Linked DNA regions of Salvelinus alpinus: region 2 is linked to region 1. A link is a contact called in public Hi-C data. All regions are on one chromosome and are shown on one strand. The core of a region is the stretch at or near the end of the contact, and the rest is flanking DNA. Distances in the headings are between cores, read along the strand shown. Region 1 holds the start of rab3gap1 (RAB3 GTPase activating protein subunit 1). Region 2 holds the start of LOC139546759 (UBX domain-containing protein 4-like).

The links. Hi-C and Micro-C count contacts between places; a contact is called where the count stands out from the background.
Region 2: a contact with region 1 is called in a Hi-C map of red muscle, with 7 times the contacts expected there. The contact joins the promoter of LOC139546759 here to the promoter of rab3gap1 in region 1. A contact is called at or near these places in 2 of 3 Hi-C or Micro-C datasets (muscle and red muscle).

Annotation. Positions count from the first base shown.
Region 1 is chr20:35,708,244-35,713,009 of SLU_Salpinus.1, reverse strand. It overlaps rab3gap1 (RAB3 GTPase activating protein subunit 1), which reads right to left and starts at 1,898. Exons shown (of 24, transcript XM_071355499.1): 1 at 1,801-1,898; 2 at 1,649-1,704; 3 at 495-570; 4 at 237-369. The coding sequence starts at 1,821. It overlaps LOC139546753 (FAST kinase domain-containing protein 3, mitochondrial-like), which reads left to right and starts at 2,413. Exons shown (of 6, transcript XM_071355498.1): 1 at 2,413-2,501; 2 at 2,758-4,175; 3 at 4,471-4,553; 4 at 4,759-4,766. The coding sequence starts at 2,798.
Region 2 is chr20:35,912,551-35,917,316 of SLU_Salpinus.1, reverse strand. It overlaps LOC139546759 (UBX domain-containing protein 4-like), which reads right to left and starts at 2,201. Exons shown (of 13, transcript XM_071355512.1): 1 at 2,016-2,201; 2 at 1,382-1,484; 3 at 1,223-1,251. The coding sequence starts at 2,097.

The DNA of each region.
Region 1 (4,766 bases), core at 649-3,148:
CACCAACATTATTTGGGTATGAGTTTACAGAATAATTACTTTTAGAAGTGAAATTATCTGCAGCCAAGAAAGGGACCTCTAAAATTTTAGGTTGGAGACCGCATTATTGGTCACACCCACTACACTAAGTTTGCTACCACTGCTGAAATAACTCCTAGGGGAAACACTGAGTGACAATTCCTATGAGACAGATATGATAACAGGGATTATAAATAAAAGCCGCAGCGGCAATGTACCCTCCTCAGGTTCCTCCTTCCCCTCGCCCTCCTCAGACTCCTGCTTCAGGCAGTGGTGCGTTACGGAGAATTTAAAATCAGCAAAATTGATATCCTGGGTCTTCTCCTCCCAGGTACCACTGGTGTATTCACCCTGGATCAAGACGACAATCAGGGCATCCATGAATGAATTCAACAAGCTTACCAGATCGCTGCTTATTAATGCATGGTGCTTCTTACATAACATTAAGGTCTGATTGAATGAGGGTTTATTGTTACCTTCTCTGGTGGTTTGCTTGAATTGTTCCCAATCAACTTCCAGTCATTCAGAACCTCTTCTACTCTGGACACAAACCTAGCAAACAACATGGGGATCATAACATATACCAGCAGAAGTCAGAGAGCAGTGTTCACACAAGCAGGCGTGCACGCACGCACGCAAGCAAGCACGCACATACACAATCCCGAAATAAATGGCTCTGGGAAATACTGTTGATAAGGAACGCATTGGAGCAGGTAGCATTCTCCTGGCATCCGCCAAACCTAGATTCGTCCGTCGGACCGCCAGATGGTGAAGTGTGATTCATCACTCCAGAGAACGTGTTTCCACTGCTCCAGAGTCCAATGGTAGCGAGCTTTACACCACTCCAGCCGACGCTTGGCATTGAGCATGGTGATCTTAGGCTTGTGTGTGGCTGCTTGGCCATGGAAACTCAATTCATGAAGCTCCCGACTAACAGTTCTTGTGCTGACGTTGCTTCCAGAGGCAGTTTAGTGTTGCAACCGAGGACATACGATTTTTATGAGCTACGCTCTTCAGCGGTCCCGTTCTGTGAGATTGTGTGGCCTACCACTTCGTGGCTGAGCAATTGTTGCTCCTAGACATTTCCACTTCACAATAACAGCACTTACAGTTGACCGGGACAGCTCTAGGAGGGCAGAAATTTGATGAACTGACTTGTTGGAAAGGTGGCATCCTATAATGGAAAGTCCCTGAACTCTTCAGTACGGGCCATTCTACTGCCAATGTTTGTCTATGGAGATTGCATGGCGTAGGGCTCAATGTTATACACCTGTCAGCAAAGGGTGTGGCTGAAATAACAGAATCCACTAATTTCAAGTGTTTCCACACACCTTTGGCCATGTAGTGTATGTAGGGCTCTGCTGAGCTGTCAACATTGGTAAGAACGGTTGCTTTCTAGCCGATTGAGCAATGTGATTGACAGCAGGAGACGAGAACGTTGTCTGCCATATACTCAGCATAGTATGCTAGCTATATGGAACAGGCGAACTATATTTGGCCAGCCATAAATAGCTTCTAATCCAATTCTTCTATCTAGTCTGAGTCTGATGATGATTCACAACTAACGTTACTGTTGTTGTTGTTAGCTAAAGCTAATTTAGCTAGCCAGAGATCTCCAGTATCCACCTACCTCTCCCACTCCGACGCGGTGGTAAAATCAGTGATCTCGAAGACCTCCGACTCCGGCTGTAAAGGAAATAACGTTAACATCCAATATTTTCTAAACATTGTTAATATGATGCAATGTTTACTTTATAAACTGTACACCAGTACTGTACTCACGTCACTGTCAGCCGCCATCATGAATTCCTGTTTATGAATTTTGCTGTCCGTTGCATTATGGGATTCTTGTCGATGGAGTCTCTTCCGCAATTAAGCAATGACGTCACCGAATTTGACACATTTTACACCAAAAAAAAGCTTTTGACACAAGGCTCGTGCTTTGAACCACTCGTAATGAAAATTGACAATATTTACCTCCATTCGAATCCTTTGTTTTAAATTCCTTTATTTAATGCAGTTTAATTTGTTCATCTAGTAGTAACAGTAGTAGAAAAATATATCTTACTTTTACAACTTAGTCTTGAAATGAATATCAGTCTGCATATTGTCAAACACTCAAATCAGAAAAAATCTAATGTTATTTATCACATGCGCAGAATACAACAAGTGTAGCCCTTACAGTGAAATGCTTACTTACAAGCCCTTAACCAACAATGCAGATACTTACAAGCCCTTAACCAGTTTTTGCAGATACAATTATTGCTTTGATACATATTGTAATATATTTGTTATTAAAGGTGATATGATGGCATAATAATAAGCCTTATTGGAGACGTGAAATGCCTTCATGGACACATGTTGCCAGCAGATGGCAGCAAATAGTAACACATGTGACATTACACAAGGTATTTACCGAACACACAATGCCAGTTCCGTAAGTGCCCGTGACTCGTCAGTTCTTCCAATTTATTCGAACCGAGGTAAGCAATCTACACACTTAAAGAAAAAAATATTAACTGTGCTCAAAAGCTAATGATGATGTAAGGTAGGCAATGTCTTTTACTGGAATGTTCATTCGGGAATTTTACCAAAAGTGAAAGAGTGCTGTGTGTTTTTGGTGCATGGAAGTTGCTGCTAAAGAAGGTACTGTAACAAACTGGACTGCAATGTAATTAATGAAGTATAATAATGTTTCTGCATGCATAATAACACAATTTTATGTTCTTATTATTCTAGGTTCCACTGTAATTCAGAGGGAGATTACATCATTTCAAGCATGAAGTCAGTTGTCAGCATTTCTTCCTCAGTTAGGGCTGTGTGTCAGTATTCTCCTAACTATTTTATGACTAGTAGTCGGGGGTTAATACGTCACTCAGATTCACTTGGAAGAATATTGAAATCGGACGTTTCTTTTAAAGCCAGACTGGCACAACTATGTGTAAAAAGTAGTTTAGGCTGCTTCCATAACACACGTGAGATGGGGGCGGTGGCGCAACAGTTAAGTAACCTCCCATTTGCAGAAGAGAAAGACTACGAATTAAGGGTTCACCTGGAGAAAGACATTTTGCCCAAAACAGCTGGACAGCCTTCCATTGACACCCAATTAGGAACCAGTGCTTCACCAACAAAACTAGGGCACTTAAAAGTGGAGCCACTTTCTGTCAAATCCCTTTTTGAGGTTGAGGTTTTACCTGAGTTGTTAACACGTTTGAAAGAAGCTTCCAGCAATGAGAGAACTGAGGGTCTGGCAACCTTACTGGGAGTATGTGTTGAGTTTGGTGTGGACTATCAAAGTTCAATTGTCTCCAGATTGAAAGAGGAGTGGAGGACACACCTCTCCAAAACAGACATTGGGGTCATTCACCTGTGCCACCTTGGAGAAGTAGCCTATAATCTGGAGGGGAAGAGGTCAGAGATTGTCGAGCAGGTTCTCGACTCCGTGAGCATCAGCATTGATGAGGGTGAGGCTCTCACCCAAAATGAAACCGCTCGTGTGTACTCCTTCCTTGCACTACTCGAGGACCCACACCGTTGCCAAGATCTCATGTCAAGACTGCACAGACACACAGAGAAATTGACACACAGACTACAAGCCATCAACATCAGTGACATCTTCCACTCCCTGGTGGCATTACAACAGAGGCAGGCCATTGCACTGATTGTGAAGCTGAGCAGACGGGCCTCTAGGGTATTCAGATCGTTCCAAGATGAAGAGCTCATCAAAGTTCTAGCTGCCTTAATGCATTTCGGTCAGCATGATGAAGACTTCATAACAGCCATGGAAAAGCACCTGCCAGGCAAAATAGTTGACGCAGACCCCGAACTCACAAGCGTGGTGATGGAGTTTTGCCTTCAGATGAGGTGTCGCTCAGAGCCCATATTCGAAGCTGTGGCTGAGAGCTTTATTTGCAACTCAGAGAAGTATACCACATCCCAGATAGCCCGGCAGATCATTGCCATGGGGAGACTGAGCTACCTGCCCCAGTGCTCCAGTCAGATGTTTAAGAAGCTGGAGAGTGTCCTGTCCTCTCGCTTCTCTCAGTTCCAGCCCAGGGCTCTGATTGAGGTGCTCCACTCCTGTATTCACCTGGAGAGGTTTCCACTCAACTTTGTGTCCAAAGTCTTCAGCCCCTACTTCCTACAGAGGTTGCAAGGTAGGCTAGTCAGTTTCTGTCTGTGTGTGTGTAAAAAAAAAGTGAGAGCAAAAGTAAAAGGGCTACATTTGAGTATGTGTGCACAATTTCATGCCACGTGTGTGTATGTCTATGTAACAGGGTCAGTTTTGTCCTTTCCATTCAGTTGCAAATTAAATTCCTCCAGATGATGGTCAGAAATACTCTTTGGTTTAAGTTCCATCGTACCAGCAGCACAGTTCTGTCACTGTCCACAGCTGAGCTAGCCAGAGTCATGTTATGTATGTGTCTGATGAAGGCTGCTATTCTTTCACAGCACAAGGGGAGCTCCTGGACAAGCATGCCTTAGGCCAGCTAACCCAACTCAACCTCTCTATCTCACTCGAGTGCACCTACCGGGTGAGTACCTCCCTAATAACATTGTAAATATACAAATAAATCATACAATAATTATGCAAAATTGTCTGTCAAATTAAAGCCCTCTGACTCTTACAATAGGCCTTCACGTGTCACACTGAATGAAAAATATTATTTTGAAGTAGTTGGATTGAACACTAAGTTCATTCTGATGTATATACTGTATATTATACTGTGTTCCGTACAGGGCCCGAG
Region 2 (4,766 bases), core at 952-3,451, 200 kb before region 1:
ATTTTTTTGTGTACAAATTAACTCAAGCTTACGAACAATGTCAAATGTGATATAGAGAAGTATCTGAGTGAGCTGGGTTCGCAATTACGCAGGTACTTTCCCGAAATGGACGACAACTGGATTCGTTATCCCTTTCATGCCCTGCCTCCAGTCCACTTAGCGATATTGCGGTTCTGTGAAAATTGAATTTAAATCAGAAGCCACTGACAGATTTCTGGATAGGGCTGCGCTCAGTTTCTTGCCTTGGCAAATTGCGCTGTTAAGACACTGATGCCCTCTGCAACCACGTACCTATGTGAGAGTGGATTCTCGGCCCTCACTAGCATGAAAACTAAATACAGGCACAGACCATGTGGGAAAATTATTTAAGACTGAGAATGTCTCCAATACAACCCAACATTGCAGAGTTATGTGCATCCTTTCAAGCACACCCTTCTCATTAACCCTTCTCATTATGTGCATCCTTTCAAGCACACCCTTCTCATTAACTTCGCCTCCATGGCCTTTTATATTTTTATTTATTTATACATATATTTGTTTGCCTTCACCTCCCTTATCTCACCTCACTTGCTCACATTGTATATAGACTTTTTTTTTTTTTTTCACTGTATTATTGACTATATGTTTGTTTTACTCCATGTGTAACTATGTGTTGTTGTATGTGTCGAACTGCTTTGCTTTATCTTGGCCAGGTCGCAATTGTAAATGAGAACGTGTTCTCAATTTGCCTACCTGGTTAAATAAAGGTTAAATAAAAGAAATAAAAATAAATAAATAAATTAACCTGTGGTGAGTTATTTGTTCATAAGAAATTGTGAATAAGGTTTTATATGTAAGATGGCTAAATAAAAGAGCAAAATGATTGATTATTATTTGGGCCCTGGTTCTATAAGGGCTTTGTCGTCACTTCCCACGAGCCAGGTTGTGACAAAAACGTACACTCATCCTTATGTTTAATAAATGTATAGTGTGTGTGTGTGTGTGTGTAGAAGGCTTACAATGATGGCAAAAAACAACATTCGAGATTGCGCTAAGGGGTAAGCAGCTGGAGGTTGAATGTTTGAAGGAGTACGGAACTATAAAAAGTTTGGGAACCACTGATCTAGAATATGTCTGAAAGAGAAAGCTTGGTGAATAATCTAAAGGAAATCAAGCCTTAGGGACCACAAACACAACAGTCTAACTCTAGGGGTGATAAGAACCCTTTGGAGAAGAAGGATACAGATTTGGGAGAACTGTGTGCATGTCTCACTGCAAGAAAAGAAAAACATTAAACATAAAATGCATCACATTTGTTAGTATTTCCATTTTGATAGTGTTGTACAGAAATAGTGTACATCATATCCACACAAATGTAGGAGGATTCCATTATAAAGGCTACCTCTTGGAATCAACCTTGATTGCAACACAGCAGTTGTAGGAGGCCTCGGCCACTCTGTCGTCCTCCCAACTGGACATCATTTGTCCTGACACCTCATCGTCGCCTAGTAGAGAACAAGAACGTCAGATTCAGAAGTGGTGAATCACTCGTCCTACGACACTCAATGCCCAGTTCCTACAATACAAGTCTGTGGTGTTGGTGTAGCGGACTAAACTCCACTCCGTGGTGAAGGAAGGAGTTTAGTCCGCTAGTATTGGTGGTGACAGTCGCCATCCAGAATAATTGCGACTCGTTAGCTTGCCAGTCAGCCAGTTAAATTGTCAGCTAGCGATTACCACACTAACGTTAGTAGGAAGCTAGCCAGAGCTAACTATCTAAATCGCATTAACTAACGTTAGTTAGCTGCGATTTGACAGCTGTCATTCCTTTTCGTTTTGACAAGTTAGCATTGGCTACATCGACACTTCGAGTTTCATGTTGTTGACATGCATAGCTAGCTAAATAGCTGACTGACAATGACAGGGCTCGTTTGCTCTCCCGAGCTTGACACAGTTTTATTCGCTACTATGGCGAATCTTTCGACTGGTTAACGTTAGCTTTGCTAGCATACAAATCTGCGCTAGCAAAACAATACCTGTTATTACGACGACGAAGATGGAGCTCTGTTGTTTTGCGGAGATGATGGCTGCTGGAATAGAGCCTTCAAACCAAATCATTTTTATAAAATGTGTTGGCTTTTCCTGTTTAATCGTTTCAATCCTGTAAATGCCTAGAACGTTCAATCTCGTCACAGGAACTAACGGAGAATGATGGAAGTTGTAGTTCATAGATACGTATCATGCTTATGGGACTTGAAGTCCGTTCATTATGTCACCAAATTAACAGTAGATGGCGCTGTGGTACTGATGAAGTAATTGGTGCAGATAACTAACTCCCTCACGATGAACTCTGAGGGGGGACTGGATCTCGCTCAGTCCATTTGTACATAGTTAGTGACACGAGATCTGTCACCACAGGTACGATTTTGACGAAATTTTGGTGAATTATGCGTCTTGCCATAGAGATCCGGCATTTACAAAATTAAAGACTATATATTATAGTGACAAGATAGTCACATGACCACTATAACAATGGAAATAAAGTACTACAGTATGAGTCATAATACCAACCTAGAGGTCAAACAGGGAAATGGTTCCAATCGTATTCCACCATTCATTCTTCCCATAGGATCTCTTAAATACACTTAAAATAAGGGCTGTGTTTCGTGTAGGCTTACCCTGGCGTGACGTTTTGATAACTGTACATCTCTCTAGGACTTTTATCAATATATTCGCCTTTATTTATGCCACAAAAATGAAACGCTAATTAGCTGATAATGTGGCTATGCTAAAGAACTAAAAATTACATGATAATCTGGACAAGACTGCCGAATCGAGGCAAAGGTAAGAATCTCTGAAATTAACTAATGTTAGATAAATGTAGTAATGAATAAATTGGCTACATCTCTTTAAATTGGCAATTCTGTGAACTGTCTTGTGTAAGTTAAAAATGGACAAAATACCTGTTAGCAAAGGTGTCAATTAGAGATGATGCGCAGGAGCCTGCAGGGATTTGCATGATGTTTGTTTTGATGCTAATTAATATTTTCGAATCTGAGAGTAAATATAGCTGAATATATTGATGTCACCTTGTCCGACATTAATGTACATGGTTATCAAAACGTCACACCAGGGTAAGCCTACACGAAGCACAGCCCTTATTTTAAGTGTTTCTAAAAAACCCTATGGGTAGAATGAATGGTGGAAAAATTATTGGAACCATTTCCCTGTTTGACCGCTAGGTTTTATGGGTATTATGACACCTCCACTGAGGGGGTCTATACATGTCCTCAAAGATGGAAGGGAAGCGAGATCAGGTGGGACCATTCTAGCCCATGAGAGGGCAGATACGTGTGTGAACATGCCATAGAGATAGAGGACTCATTTTTGTATCTGTGCCATTATAGCGTCTGTAACACATGGGCAGTGCCATTAAGGCTATCTCCATTTTAAAGTAGTACATTTTTTTCTTCATTGGCTGATTGCTCCCAACTTGTAGAAATCCCCATCCAGTGGACTACTTTAAAATGGTGGAAGCCCTCAATGGCATTGTCCATTTGGATTTGAATCAAATGGACAATCAAATATGAGGTTAAAGTGCAGACTGTCAGCTACAATTTGAGGGTATTTCCATCCATATCGGGCGAACTGTTTAGAAATTACAGCACTTTTTGTACATAGTCCCCCACGTTTTAGGGGAGCAAAAGTATTGGGACAAATTCACTTATGTGTATTTAAGTATTCAAAAGATAGGTATTTGTTCCGGTAGCATGCAATGACTATATCAAGCTTGTGACTCAACAAATGTGTTGGATGCATTTGCTGTTTGTTTTGGTTGTGTTTCAGATTATTTTGTGTCCAATAGAAATGAATGGTAAATAATGTACTGTCATTTTGGGTTAAAAATCCAAACTTGGAGTATAGAGCCAAAAGAAGAACAAATGCTTCACTGTCCCAGTACGGAGGGCACTGTATATCAGTGGTGGGAAAAGTACCCAATTGTCATACTTGAGTAAAAGTAAAGATACCTAGAAATACTGTGACTCAAGTAAGAGAAAGTCCTCCAGTAAAATACTACTTGAATAAAAGTATAAAAGTATTTGGATTTAAATATACTTAATAAGTATCAAAAGTAAATGTAATTACAAAAATATACTTAAGTATCAAAAGTAAAAGTATAAATTATTTCAAAGTGCTTATAGTAAGCAAACCAGACAGCACCATTATATTGATATATATATATAACATATAGCCAGGGGCACACTACATGTAACAGTACTTTTGGGTGTCAGTGAAAATGTATGGAGTAAAAAGTACATTATTTTCTTTAGGAATGTTGTGAAGTAAAAGTTGTCAAAAATATCAACCGTAAAGTACAGATACTACTTAAGTACTTTACACCATTGTTGAATATGCAGCCCCTCATGAGCTACATGTTTCCCATAAGGACATAAACTACGCCCATTAGATGTTCAGCAAATTACTCGTTTTGTCCCGCACCAAACATATTATTTTTCGGTGACCATTTTTTGATTATTATATTTTTTTCACTGTCGGATCAAGCATTAATCGTATTTTATGGTCAATCTGGCTTCTGTATTGGCCCTACAGCATTTACGGAGATGCGTCCTTTGCAGAAGTCAGGTAAATCATACTTATTGCGACTCGTGGATGTATTTTCAGCATACCCCTATCTATCGTGGAGGAAATTGTCAAGGAAGGGATTTTCTGTTTATACAGGACGTATCGCCTCCACCTACGGTCAAACAATTTTCTCAATGCGGAGC